Regions from separate parts of the Zea mays genome. Here all the other regions are linked to region 3. The links are chromatin contacts, called in public Hi-C maps. All regions are on one chromosome and are shown on one strand. Each heading gives the region's core, a stretch centred on a gene start, on an enhancer-like site or on the middle of the called end of the contact. The rest is flanking DNA. Distances are from core to core; before and after follow the strand shown.

Region 1 (3,483 bases), core at 159-2,658, 150 kb after region 3:
CTGGCTGGCCCTAGCGTACTCGCCTTCATCGATGCGAGCCCACGGAGGCGCGCTGGAACGGCACATGTCCACCGACGCAGCCAGCAGCGCGAGCTCCCCGACCGCGGCCTCGCTCACCAGCAGCTTCAGCTGGGACGCCATCGCCTGCAGGCACCGTATGGCCGTCCCGAACACGTCCATGCTCTCGGAGAGCCGGAGCACGATGTGCAGGAGGAGGTTCTTCTCCGGCGCCCCGCGGTCCTCGTACCCGTACTCGAGGATCGTCTCCACGCCGCGGCCTTCGACGCACAGCGGCCAGAGGTCGAGGAACCGCAGCACGGCTCCTTGCTCCGCCTCGTACCTGAGGTGCTTGCCTTCCAGGAGACGCCTCACGACCGGGTTGCAGAAGGTGCAGTGCCGCAGCGAGCTGCCGGACTCGGCCACGTCCCGCACGAACCTGCCCGCGCTGTCCGCCATCCACTCGAACCTCCGGACGACGGCGGCGTCGATGCAGGGTGACGACGACGACGGCGACGAGGAGGAGGAGGTGAGGAACGGGCGCGCCATGGCCGCAAGAACCCATCGTCGCCTGCGCTTCGGCTTCGCTTGGCCTTTCTGGTGGTTCGCTTCTTCTTCTACCTCCTCGTGCTGGTGGCGGGCTTGCGTGCTCTGCCGCCGCAGCCGCTGCTCGGTGATGAGCAGGCTCGTGCCCTCGATGAAAGCGAGCTTGAACATCTTCCTCTGGTCAAGGAGTGACACGTCCGTGATGGGCAGCTTCCCGGTCCTCTCTAAGGCGAACTCCAGCTGGCTGACGGCCATCTTGAGCCGCTCCGCGTTGTGGCCTGCAGCACCTGCTGCCTGGGCTTGCAGTTGCGCCGGCGCCGGCGCCTTGTCCTCGCGCTTGAGGCCGACCTGCAGCACGAGGGAGACGGCTCTGCTCACCATCTCCTGCGCAAGGGCTGACGCCACAGCTCCGGCTATGGAATCCGCCATGTCATATGGTATGGCGAGTGCAGCTGCAGCGACAAGCCGACAACCACAACCACAGATACGTAGGAATGGAACGAAAGCGACGGTGTTGAGTTGCTGGTTGAGATCGTCAGGGGGGGTAGTAGAGGTACTGCTGGCTTGGAACTACTTGTAGAGGCTGAAACGACGTACGCACGGCAGGGGAGCGAAGGATATATGACCGAACATATGATTGCCGGAAAATAATACGCGACCGGCGGCGACTGCGAGTAGGAGAAGCTAGGTGGAGACATCGCCGGAGCAAGTCTGGACTGGTGGCAGGCTCTTCCGATTTCAGTCAATTCAGTTCGCCTCGGCGCGCAAGACGCGCTCTGCTGACTACTTTACTTCCTTTGAAATTCTATCTACTAGAACTTGGCTCTGCCTTCTGCCTTCCTTCTAGTAGACGAGGTCAAGCTGAGTGGTGCGCGACACGCGGTAATAGCAGCGACGTCGGCTGGCCAACTGCATATCCCACACATACACAGGGTTGTATTCATCTGATTTGCTTTCCGTCTATGCGCTTCTTTTCCCCCTATTTTACAATTTACTAGTAAATGGCGCGCGCCACACGATTTTGGTCGTAATTAAGTTAAATCACACTTAATTCTAGCTATCAATAATGACAGAATTGTGTTATTATAATATTAGGGTGAAATATTACAGATCGAGCTAGACGAGATTGGAGGGAACGTATGGAGATTGAGGCAAGTATGAGTGCGGAGCAAGAGTTGGAGCGGGCGGCTCGCTTGGCGGATTAGCAGAGAATGGTGGAGATGTTTGAGTACATGTAAAGCCTTGGCGCCGCACAGGGTCTTGCTCCACCACCTCTATTGTTTCCTCCAGCTGACCGCCCTGCTCAGTCCTGCATAATATATATTCATCTGATCTCACATATGCAATCTCTTCTATGTGCAGAATCAATCGGCGGCATAAAACAAACCTCATGGTTCGTCCAACCCTTGGCCAAACCAGTCCAACCGCCCACCTCGCTGACGATCTTCTCTTAGTGGTGATTGTGAGACTTGTGTGAGAAACTTGCTCTGAACTTATGTTTGTGAGTTAGTAATACTTATATTGGTGAAACTTGGTCTGAACTTAGACATGTTTATGAAAAACTTGTGAGATTGGTTGTTTTTATGAGATATGTGGTCTCTATAATGTATGTGATGAATATGTGAACTTTATGGTGTATAAGTGATATATGTTTTGTTTGTATGGATGGAATAAAAAACAAATAAAAAGGAATTTTTGGTCATTTTGTCGAGTGTTACACTCGGCAAAGAGAGTTTTTGTCAAGTGCAATGACCATAGCACTCGACAAAGTGAAAGTTACCTATGCCCGGGAACAGGATCTGGATGTCGCCTAGAGGGGGTGAATAGGCGAATAATATTTATCATTATAAAACTTAAAACCTTACTCTACTCGAAGACTGGATCACGACGGAATGAACATTGCTTCCAGTAGGTGGCAGTGGAAATGAAGTTCCTGTCTCAAAAAGTCCTACACTTCACAAGTCACTTATACCACAGATAAGAGTATATGAAGTGCACACAGTAATAAGGCAAGAGACAAAGAACATAAACAGAGACAAGACAAGAGTCATAGCACAGAGCACGCAGGACACAAGTATTTATACCGAGGTTCGGCCAAGCCTGAAATGCTTGCCTAGTCCTCGTTGGAGTTAGCCACACCTTGGCTTGGAGTATCTTACTCCGTCCTCCGATGTGTTCAAATCTATCAACGTGATAGATAGAGCCTTTCAATATGTTGATGATTGTTACAACGTTGTCGTGGTTGCTTACAACTTTCTTGACAGCACTCCGGTAGAGTAACAGTGCTCAAGATCTTGATCTTGCTCTCAGCAGCACTTCCCCTCTCTCTAAAGACCTTCGTACCTCGAAGCAGTATCTCCTTACGGGTATAATGCTTCTCAGACAAAGGTCAAGAAAGACACACCTTCATCATATCAATGCAAGGGTAAGAATGCAAAGGGATAATGTAACACCCTGAATTTGGGGGTAGAATTTTTTCTTCTTTTTACTCACCAAATTCAGGCGTTACTCTCTTTTCTCTTCCCGTTTCGCTCCTTCTTCCCAAATTCAAAGCGGTGTAGCGACTGGTGTCCGTATTACGTGTAAACAAAAACCTAAGTTGTCATAGGTGTTGCATCATGCCGAAGCATATTTCTTTTGTCTGATGTCGTGTTTAATCGCGTGTTCGTCTCGTCTCGTTTCGGATTTTGGTTCGCGATTGGAGTCCGATCTGTGGTCGCGCTTGTTGTGGGCTTCTGTCCCAGCCCGCAACCCAACCCAGCCCGACCCGGCCCAGCCCGGCGTGCCCGTGCCTCCCCCATGCGCGCCCCTCCTCTCTCTCTCTTCTCCCTTTCTCTCATTTGATTTTCCCGCGCAGCAACCTCCTCTCCTCCACCTCTCTCTCTCTCCTCGTGGTGCCCTAGGTTTTGGAGATGGTGATCGCCAGATTTGGAACCCGAG
Region 2 (3,303 bases), core at 734-3,233, 240 kb before region 3:
ATGAGCTTGGATGCTATGCATGTGCACGAGGATTTGAGATATTTGATAAAATGTGCTTAGAGAAAGAGCGAGTTTAAATGAGTGAGGTTACTCTGACGGCAAAGGCACATATAGCGTTGTTCCATGAGATGGCGGACCATAGGTATTTTGAAGAAGCAAGCAAGTTTCTGTCTGAGGAGGCTGCAAGAGCTGGACTTGTGATTGGAATCAAACAACCGTGGCCTCTACCTATGGAGTTTGGGTGTTTGAATTTTTGCATGGCCTCCGACAACTTTTTGATCTGGAGTCTACACTATCAACAGCTTGGAGGCAAGCCACATTTCAAACCGTGGGGAATGTTAGGAATGGCTACCTAGTGGGACTGGACAGCCTGTCCCTCCATCTATAAATGGGAGCCGAGCAAGCCAAAGAGGACATCGAAAAGCCAAAGAGGACATCGAAGAATCATTTTACAACAGAAACCTCTACTTCCCATTATTGTTCATCTTCTTCCTCTCCTTCCCTCTCTTGTTCCTAGATCCTCTCACTTTTCGGTACCTTCTAGAATACGTTGGCTGCTGCTACTCTAAAATTGTCCAGAATCATATGATCGGTGATACTCTTGCTGTTGGTTCGAGCTCGTGAGATTTGTGTTGCTAACAATCCGTTACGAATTTCCTCTCCAATAGACCCCTCCAATTCCCACCAAACCAGCCCTCAATCCCCTCTAATCTAATCCTGATTTGAGTTTTTAAACTAGCCCTTAGTGTTTCAAAGATTATTAAAAATCCTAATTTTTGGGTGATTCCATCAAAGAAAATCTTTGGTTAAGGCTTAACTTTGTAGGTGTATCACATCTAATTTCTTATATACTATATAAAAATGTAATTCTATTTAAGGATAACCCACAAAAAATAACTTTATGAGTTCAAACACAATGCGATGATTTTTTGTGATGGAAAATATCAAGTGCACCTAAGCTTTGGATGCACATATGGTACATATAAACTAACAAAGTTCATAAAAAATTCTAAAAAATACATAAATATTCTTTCTACGTTACTCGAATTATATAAAAAATTTCAAGTTCAAATTTATTGTACTTTAGCTGTAATAAAAAAGATAAAATTTCTGATAGATTTAAATTAGAAAATCGGTTAAATATTCTCTTTTTATTATAGCTAAAATATAACAAATTTTATATATAATAGGATTAGGATGGAAGAAACATGTATGATTTTTTAATTTTTTTTTATAAATTTGTTAATTCATGTGCATCATAGGTAAACTAAAACCTCGTATACACGGGTACGTTCCCTTTTGGGATATCATGTAGCACATACAGTTTCAGACTTTCAGGAACAGAGAGGAAGGCGGTCGAGAGGAGGCGAGAGGAGCGTGCGAGCGTGCTTACCAGGACGGTAGGAGGTTCGCTGCGATAAAGAGGAGGTAGCCGGAGGTGCCGGCCACGAGCGCGCGCCTGGATCCCATCCACCGCACCACCGCGGAGCCCGCCGCCGAGAACGCCGTGAAGGACGTGTAGAGCACGCCCAGCGAGATGGAGCCCAGGTTCTCGTCCTGCGACAGCACGGCCGCCAAGGCGACGGATGAGGTGAGGTACGCATCTCTGGTGACTGGTGGAAGTGGAACAGCACTAGCGGGCAGCGGGTGCACCTACCGTGTTGACAGTGCTTTGGAGGTTCTGCGCCGCATGGTAGGCGAGGAAGACGAAGAGAAAGGCGGAGCTCAGCAGGTGCACGTCGCGGGACGCCCCCATCACCGAGGCGGGCGCGCGGCGGGAGCCGGGGCCGGCGACCAGGGGCGCGGCCTCCTCGACGTCGCCGGCGGCCGACGCGAGCCCTGCGTCGGCGCCCGCCATGGAGAGGCGTTGGGGCGAACAGGCGAAATTGAGGGGACGAGGTGGGTGGCGTGCTCTCTGCGCTCTGCGGTATGCCGTCTGCCCAGCCCAAAGTCGAGGTTCTGCTCTCGTGTTCTTCTTCGTGATTGTGAATTTTGATTTGGGGAACGGGACGACGACGACGACCGGAAAAAGCCGGGCGCGATTAAAAAATCGTTATATATATATATATATATATATATATATATATATATATATATATATATATATATATATATATATATATATATATGAGTCACACCCGCTAGTACCAGACGCTGAGACGCATGGTTTAAAATGATGCAGATTGTTAAATGCAATTTATACGTACTATGAGTATATGACACGATAACGACATGGAAAACTTTATTCCATCTATAAAAAAATAAATTTTTAATCTTTTCACATTACCGCCTGTGAACAGTAACATGAGTTTTGCTCTTGCCGGTCCGACAGCCTAGTAGGCTACAACACCTGTGCGAAATTGCCATTGCTGTTCAGTCATGTTTCTCCGAGTCACATGTTCGTGACATTCTTAAAAAAAAAAGACATAGTAAAATGCAAAGATGGTCCTATCCTAACAATCGTTTCGGATTTAATTTAGACCAAACCTTTTAATTGTGAGAGAAAAATAAGAACCTGGTTCCATATTACAGAAATTTTTATTTTCCATTGGCTGCCACATGTGTGGCCAAACGAAACGAAGGGCTTGTTTGTTTGGTTACTATTTTACAATCGTATTTTGGCTCGCCGGCCGCTACAATGGACACAAATCGCGCCAAACGCCTTACGGCGGCCAGGATTCTCACGACCGCTCCTCTCTCAGCCACCGCGAAAAAATAACTCGGATTTGAAGCAGTATGAGGCGCTGCACGCTGCTGATAACACTGACCAAGATGCACTTGCCTCATGACCTGACGGTCGATGGCTTTTGGATGACAATTGTGAGGAAAAGGAACGCGCCACATGAGACGAAGAGGGTGGTGATCATCAGGATGAGCATGGCCTGTAGCATGATGCTTGGGCTAAGGGCATGTACAGTGGTGTTTAATATGGAGGCTCTTAAGGTGTTTAAGGTGGTTATTTGCAAAAAAATCTTAGAGCCGTCTCTCCGTGAAGAGACGCCTCTGGCACGTAAACCAAGTAGCAACAGACGCCTCACTTCCCACTGTACAAATTTGTCGTCTGTTCTATTGATCTGATGCTATACAAATACATTTAATTCTATATTTATTAATAGACTACGTTTATAGATACTCAATTGTACAATAGAGTCTCTTAGTTGTCTCCTGTGCTTGGAGAACCGTTTTGGTGTCTCTCCACTGTACATGCCCTAAGAAGACGATGGCGACGCGGCACCACATTCCCAGACCTTGAACTGTGCGAAGGCAGCCTCCTGCGCTTGCCACGTCGCGAAACTTTAAGTA
Region 3 (3,021 bases), core at 29-2,528:
AGCAACCATGCATAGATCCATAGACCTGCAATTCTAAGCGCGGAGATAAATATTCAGATCCATGCTAAAGCTTGTTTCTACAAAAGCACTTCACTTCTGCTAGGTAGGTGTATAACTTAGTAATCTGACCCAATATTTATGGCATCAGAAGCAGGGCCCAACTCCTTCACTATAACCAAATTGAAATTGTGTTGCCATCTTGATCTCATCGTCAACCTTCCAGCAGGCATCTGGGTAGTATTCCCAGACAGTTGGTGGTGGCAGCGGGGTGGCAAGGCTGCTGCACACATTATGGTTCCCCCCAACAAAGCTCTCCTCCGAGGGCATCTGTGGCGCCTCAATTTCCATCCATATCTGGTCCATGGGATAGCCATCCATGTCCGGAGGGGTGCCCTTCAGGATGCTTGTGATGCAGCCACTGCCACCATGAAGCTCCTGTCCCTCAACTCCAATGGTTGATGGAGTATCTGGGTAGCCTGACTGGTAAGTCAGCGAAGACGAGGACGACGATGGAGACATGTTCCTCTTCCTCTCCTGTGCCTTCTTTCTCATGTGTGTCCTCCAGTAGTTCTTGATCTCATTGTCAGTGCGCCCTGGCAAGCGGCGTGCTATCCTGGACCACCTGTTTAGGACAAGTTATTGAACATGTCAACAAATTTTAGAGAGAGAGAGAAAAACCGTCCTTTTTTATTATCTTTTGGTAATCAGACCTGTTTCCCCACCGAGCGTGCAGCTCTAGGATGAGTCGCTCTTCATGGGGAGACATGCGCCCACGCTTGAGGCCAGGGTGGAGGTAGTTGACCCAGCGCAGCCGGCAGCTCTTGCCTGTCCGGTTGAGCCCTGCATGAAGATACAGAAGGGGAGAGGGGAAGCAAGAATAGAGTCGGTCAGAGAGGTTGATAGCTGCTTTTGCGACTTAGCGCGGGTGACTTCAATTTAGCTACCTAATTTGTGGATCCCCACCCCTCAAACCTGATACTTTGGCAATGAAATCCCAACGACGTTCACCGAACAGACGGACAGTGCATACCAGTTGCAGGTCCTCCTGCTCTGTCCATGGCCCCTTGCGAGTCTCCTCTCTCACTGTCACCATATCGATCCTGTGATGAAAACTGATCTAACGCTGCTCACTCCTACCGTGTATCGGCTGGGAGCCGGTCTTCTTGCTCTTCTTTCTCTGTCTGCTTGTTGGCTCCAGTTTCAGGATTATCTTGATGAAATCCAGTCTGTTTGGGAGGAGGAAGAGGAGGAGGAAGAAGAAAGCTAGTACAGAGAAGAGTACGCCACTTTGTCTTAGTTGCCTACTAGTTTGGTGGCTTTTGCCTCTCATTTATAGGTAAGAGAGGGGGAGGTATTGGTGGCCAGCTGATGTGGTGGGTGTGATTTGGAGCTCCCTATAAAGATCCTATATTCCACCATTTGGGTTGCCCTCATATTCTAACTGATAAAGTAGCTTTTTAATTGGCTCATGGTGCTCATATTGTATTGCAAATTCATAGGTGTGCATGTTAGGACATCAGCTTTATTGAGCCTATTCGCTTGGCTTTAATCCGTAACGGCTTTTACTACTTCTACAGTGTTTTGGCGTCTGGAATTTGCAGAGGTAGAGGTTATATTCTTGGTTTTTGTTAATATAAACTACAGTACATCATAAAAGTTGATTTTGTTTACACTCGATGTATTTTTTCTTATCCATAAATCTACTTGAATCTTTGCTTTGAATTTCTTCACAAATGTTTGCTTATGGTAAATTCACATTCTTGAAGCTTCTCTGTAGGTTAAAATTCCAAATTATACTTTACTTTAGCTTTGTCTAAATTAAGCTTCTCTAACTTTGGCCAAGTTCTTGCAAAAACATATTGTCATCTACAGGTTCAAATAAATGCACTATTAAGACATATTTTATGGAGAAGTTTATAAACAAATTTGATATTGTAGATGTTGATGAATTTTTCTATAAATTTGCTTGAAAGTTAAGAAGTCTTGAGTTAGGACGAAGTTACAATGAACAATATTTTGAATGGACTACTACCGAGTCCATACTTTTACAAGCTAGTTAATCCAATTACTGCTAACACTGGACAGGACCAGTATACAGATTACAGAGCACTGGCCGTGTAGTTGAGAGGAGGGTTTTTCTTGTTTGTTTCAGACAGAGACATTTTTTTTCCTGCTTGATTAGTACATCTTAAAGCTGTGTCAAAGCTATCACTGGTTGAACAAAATGCGTCAGAACACATCTACCATGCCATTGGTCAGAATTTTCTACCTTTAATATACTAGCATTATAATATTACATGTTGCTTTCTGAAAGCTGAAGGTATATGCTTCTTCCTTCTTTTGTTTTCTTTCTTTTTTCCTTTGATATGATTGTTTATTTTTTTGCTTCTTGACAAAAGAAAGGTGGCTGTGCTTATCAACCTTTTGGTGCTTTGATTGATGAACCACTATGCGTGGTTTTACTACTTATTTCGATTTATCAATCAAACACATTGTACAGCTATATGAAAGCAGATAGATACACAAAGCGCTTCAGACCCTAACATTCGCTCGTGTTTTCGCCAGCATGAAGTTGCCACATGGCAGTCGTCATGTATCCGATGCTGTCCAATTGGACGAGATACTTAGCTTGGCTGGGCTAAACACTGGAATTCAGTAGTAATGCATAATAATTGCCTGATAGGTTTTGGTATATAGCTTGCTGCTGCAACTCCATAAACTCTTTCTGTTGAACATCTTCGTTTTTTTTGTAATTTGTTATAATGAGATTTCACTTTTTAGTTCTTAATGAATACAGCTAGCGTACCATAGAAATTCAACAGGCTGATTATGCTATCGAAAAAAAATGGGGGCATCTTGGCGCAAAGTCACCATCGGGTTTCTTGCGCAAAGTTCTCTCTCTCTCTTCCCCTCTCGTCCTGCTATCCTGACCTGAAAAGCAATAGCCTTTCTGCCACCCATTATCATTGGCACAGAGGACTCCATGCCCCCGCCTTTTGTGTCAGCCATTATCAGAGGCAC
Region 4 (3,483 bases), core at 47-2,546, 180 kb after region 3:
ACCACCAAAATTAATTATAGGAAATGGTTAACCCTATTTGCCTTTCAGTTGCCAGGAGTAAGTACCACTGGTCCGGGAGTGGATGGGGTGTTACAATTTTAACAACAATTTGCATGACAGATTGTAATAATAAAGCCTTAATGAATAACTAGCAACTGAAATAATTTCTAACAGCTTCATATAAATGTGACTAGTGACTAGACAAAAAGTTCAAAACCCTAATAAAATTAATAATGTGGGTGTCCATGTGGTAGAAAAAAAAATTAAACTCTAACGGACTGAGAAATTGCATTGATTAAGTACCCTGCTAATGTGACCCATAGGATGCCTGGATGTGAATATATACCATAAACCCTAACCATAGATAATGTGTCAAAAAACGACACCGACGCTACTAACCCCAAATACGATAATTTATCTAATAGTGTCTACAAATGGTCGAAACAGACAACCCCATCGTTACTTATTCCACTTGAATCAATATAAACCCTAAATAAAAACGGTGAAATGGGTTGTTTTTTTAATAGAACACAATCGATTGGGAAATGTGACCATGGATTTAACTCATATATAGCTTATAGATGGGATATGGGTGTTGACCGGTTTCGAATCGAGTAAAATACCTCGGAAGGCGACATAAGCTTCAGAGGATTTGGTGGTCGACGAAGATAGCGGAGCTTGGCGAACAACAATGGCTATTCAATTGGGGCTCCGAAACCCTAGTGTGATTGGTTGGATGGAACCAGGGCTGGAGAGGAATGGCGGCGACAGAAGTCGAATGGTCAGTCGCCTCGGTCGGAGCCGCCTTGGTCGTCGGGATTCGGTGGTTTTCTTTTCTGGTTTACGGCAACTCGTGATAGAAACCCCGGCTACTTGCACGTGGATAGCGGGCTTGATTGAGTAGAGACGGTTTTGGACGATGTTAAACGTGCGGGTCTAACAGCACGGCTCGACGGACATGGGATAAGCTGACTTGATTGGGTTCGACCGCATAACATATTAACTATCTATATATATGTCTGAATCTGTTCCTAAGCGTAACCTAATAGAATTCTGTGTGATTAGTTAGATAAATACGCATAGGAAAAAAAAGTTTCACAGCCTATTCATACTATCCCACGCGCCGTTCAGGTTACATGGTCGGAGCTTTCGGTCGATTCCAGGTACCATAAATGGTGCTGTGTAGAAAAAAAAATAAGACACTCCAACGCTTGTTTGAGAAGCGTTGTGATACTGGCACAGTTTCTGTCAGTGGCAGGATTGACGACAATGTCGTCAAATTCGTTCAGGTGAGCAGGTTGAAAGCAGCGGCCACTGCAGGATCAGTCCAAGTGAGACGGTCGCAGTCAGAGTTGGGCGGCAGGGAGGGGTTAACGAAGTTGCGTGTCATCTTCGGCAACGACATGGGGAGCCAAAGCCAACTCGGGGAACAGGTGGGGAGTGCGTGGGATCCTCTAGCGAACCTACAAGAAATATGGAGAAAGGAGAAGTGGTAGAATTCACTCTGCCTTTCCATTCCCCCATCCGCCATGGCGGCGCCGCCGGAGCTCGTTGACGACACGATCGCCGAGATCTGCCTCCGCCTTCCCCCGGACGAGCCCGCGCACCTCGTCCGTGCCGCCCTGGTCTCCAGGCGCTGGCGCCGCATCCTCTCCGGCGGGGCCTTCCTCCGCCGGTACCGCGCGTTCCACGGGGCACCCCCTCTGCTCGGCTTCGTCGACAACACCATCGGGCTCCACGGCGCCACGGCCCCTCGCTTCTCCCCCACCACCTCATCCGGCTCCCCTTTCCCCAGGCGGACGTTCGACTGCATCTGCTGGGAGGCCCTCGACTGCCGCCACGGCCGCGTCCTCCTCGGCCTCTTCGCCGAGAGGGTCAACCTCGTCGTGTGGGACCCCGTCACCGGCGACCACTGTGGGCTGCCTGACCCCGGGGTGCTCCCCGGTTACTACAGCGCGGCGGTGCTCTGCGCCGCGCGCGGCTGCGACCACCTCCACTGCCGCGGCGGCGGCCCGTTCCGCGTCGTCCTGGCGGGCATGGACTACTTCTCAAGGGACGCCGGCGTGCGGGCGCGCCTCTACTGCTCGGAGGCCGCTGCCTGGGTCGCCTCTGCTCAGCTGGCCTCCGATTCCCATGTCATGCGGAAGCCCAGCGCGCTCGTCGGAGACAACGTCTACTTCCAGCTCATGGAGGGTGACGTGTTTCTGAGGTACGACATGGGCAGGAACCGTCTGTCCACCTTCGACCCTCCGGCGGCGCACGTCGACGAAGGGGGCGTCGTGCTCATGCCCATGGGCGGTGACGGCTCGCTGGGGCTTGCCGGCGTCAGGGGATCAAGGCTTTGCCTGTGGTCGACGAGTGTCGGCGCAGAGGGGATTGGAGGATGGGTTCGACGCGGGGACATTGAGCTTATGACACGGATCCCCTTTATGCCCTATAGCGAAGCACATGTGATTGCTTCTGCGGAGGGCTTGGGTTTCGGTACAATCTTCTTGGTCTCAACTGAGGTTGGCCTCTTCGCGGTCGACCTCAAATCAGGGCAGGAGCGCAAACTAAGCGAGCCTGGGAACTACAACGACTTCGCTGTCTTCCCCTTCATGAGCTTCTATACTCCAGGTACGGTGCGTGGGTGGCTGCTGCCCAGCCCATGGCTTTATAGGTGCAATCATCCGCACACTACACTGTTCATCTGCATTTGCTTCGTTCAGGTAGACTGATACAATACTAGATACTTAGTGGAATATCTCATGTGACTATTCTGAAACCTCAGAGAACAAAACCCAACCTTACGAAATGTCCGATGGCACTTTGAAATCACAAACTAATGTTTTATGTCAATTTGGTTTGTCCTTTTATTTTAGAGAGTTAGCACTATGATGACTGCTACTTTCATCTATATATAAAAACGGTATATAGCGTGTTGAGTAAAGATTTTAACCCATGTTTCAAGCGCGGAGTGGGAAACCATCTTAACCTGAATGCTTGGCGTGCTTTCAGACTGTACAAGCGGCAAGGTACCGTCACCCAGGAGGACACACTAATCACTGTAATACTGAGGCGAAGAATGGTATTGCCTGGCTCATCTACAGATCCATCAAGTTGAGTTTGCAGGTGCTGTCATCTTTCTGTTGCAGGAATGACGTCTCGCAAGAAACACAAGCCATGAAGCCAACATATTGGTCGCTTATGCTCCTATGCTCTCTAGCTGATTCTTAGATGCATAATGTATACGCAGCCTTTTTTTTGTTCTCGTAATATGTGTGTTGTTTGGTTCACATATTTGTAATATAATAGGTAACAGATAACGTTAAATTATGTTTGTTTAAATCCAACCGTAATCAGATAATATACTAGGAATTGATACCGGCCTATACAAACTTGTTACCGTTGGTAATCGAGTGCGAACTATTACCGTTACCATTTACGTTATATTTTGTTAACGAAACGACACCATGGATCGCTGCCGGGTACTACTTCGTTGTT

What was found. Hi-C and Micro-C count contacts between places; a contact is called where the count stands out from the background.
Region 1: a contact with region 3 is called in a Hi-C map of ear, with 5 times the contacts expected there. The contact joins the promoter of LOC100278866 here to the promoter of LOC100194394 in region 3. A contact is called at or near these places in 8 of 25 Hi-C or Micro-C datasets (bundle sheath, ear, leaf and 2 more).
Region 2: a Hi-C map of leaf shows a contact between it and region 3, with 3 times the contacts expected there. The contact joins the promoter of LOC100272816 here to the promoter of LOC100194394 in region 3. A contact is called at or near these places in 3 of 25 Hi-C or Micro-C datasets (ear, leaf and tassel).
Region 4: a Hi-C map of bundle sheath shows a contact between it and region 3, with 6 times the contacts expected there. The contact joins the promoter of LOC103639683 here to the promoter of LOC100194394 in region 3. A contact is called at or near these places in 5 of 25 Hi-C or Micro-C datasets (bundle sheath, ear, leaf and 1 more) and 1 of 3 datasets of contacts at active chromatin or transcription factors (leaf).

The regions. Positions count from the first base shown.
Region 1 is chr1:154,626,363-154,629,845 of Zm-B73-REFERENCE-NAM-5.0, forward strand. LOC100278866 reads right to left here and starts at 1,409. Exons shown (of 1, transcript NM_001152003.2): 1 at 1-1,409. The coding sequence starts at 972.
Region 2 is chr1:154,240,521-154,243,823 of Zm-B73-REFERENCE-NAM-5.0, forward strand. LOC100272816 reads right to left here and starts at 1,984. Exons shown (of 10, transcript NM_001196101.2): 1 at 1,658-1,984; 2 at 1,394-1,557. The coding sequence starts at 1,858. It also overlaps the pseudogene LOC109941415.
Region 3 is chr1:154,476,708-154,479,728 of Zm-B73-REFERENCE-NAM-5.0, forward strand. It overlaps LOC100194394, which reads right to left and starts at 1,279. Exons shown (of 2, transcript NM_001139425.1): 1 at 711-1,279; 2 at 1-622. The coding sequence starts at 766. The coding sequence ends at 145.
Region 4 is chr1:154,659,972-154,663,454 of Zm-B73-REFERENCE-NAM-5.0, forward strand. It overlaps LOC103639683, which reads left to right and starts at 1,297. Exons shown (of 2, transcript XM_008662421.3): 1 at 1,297-2,616; 2 at 2,998-3,371. The coding sequence starts at 1,530. The coding sequence ends at 3,041.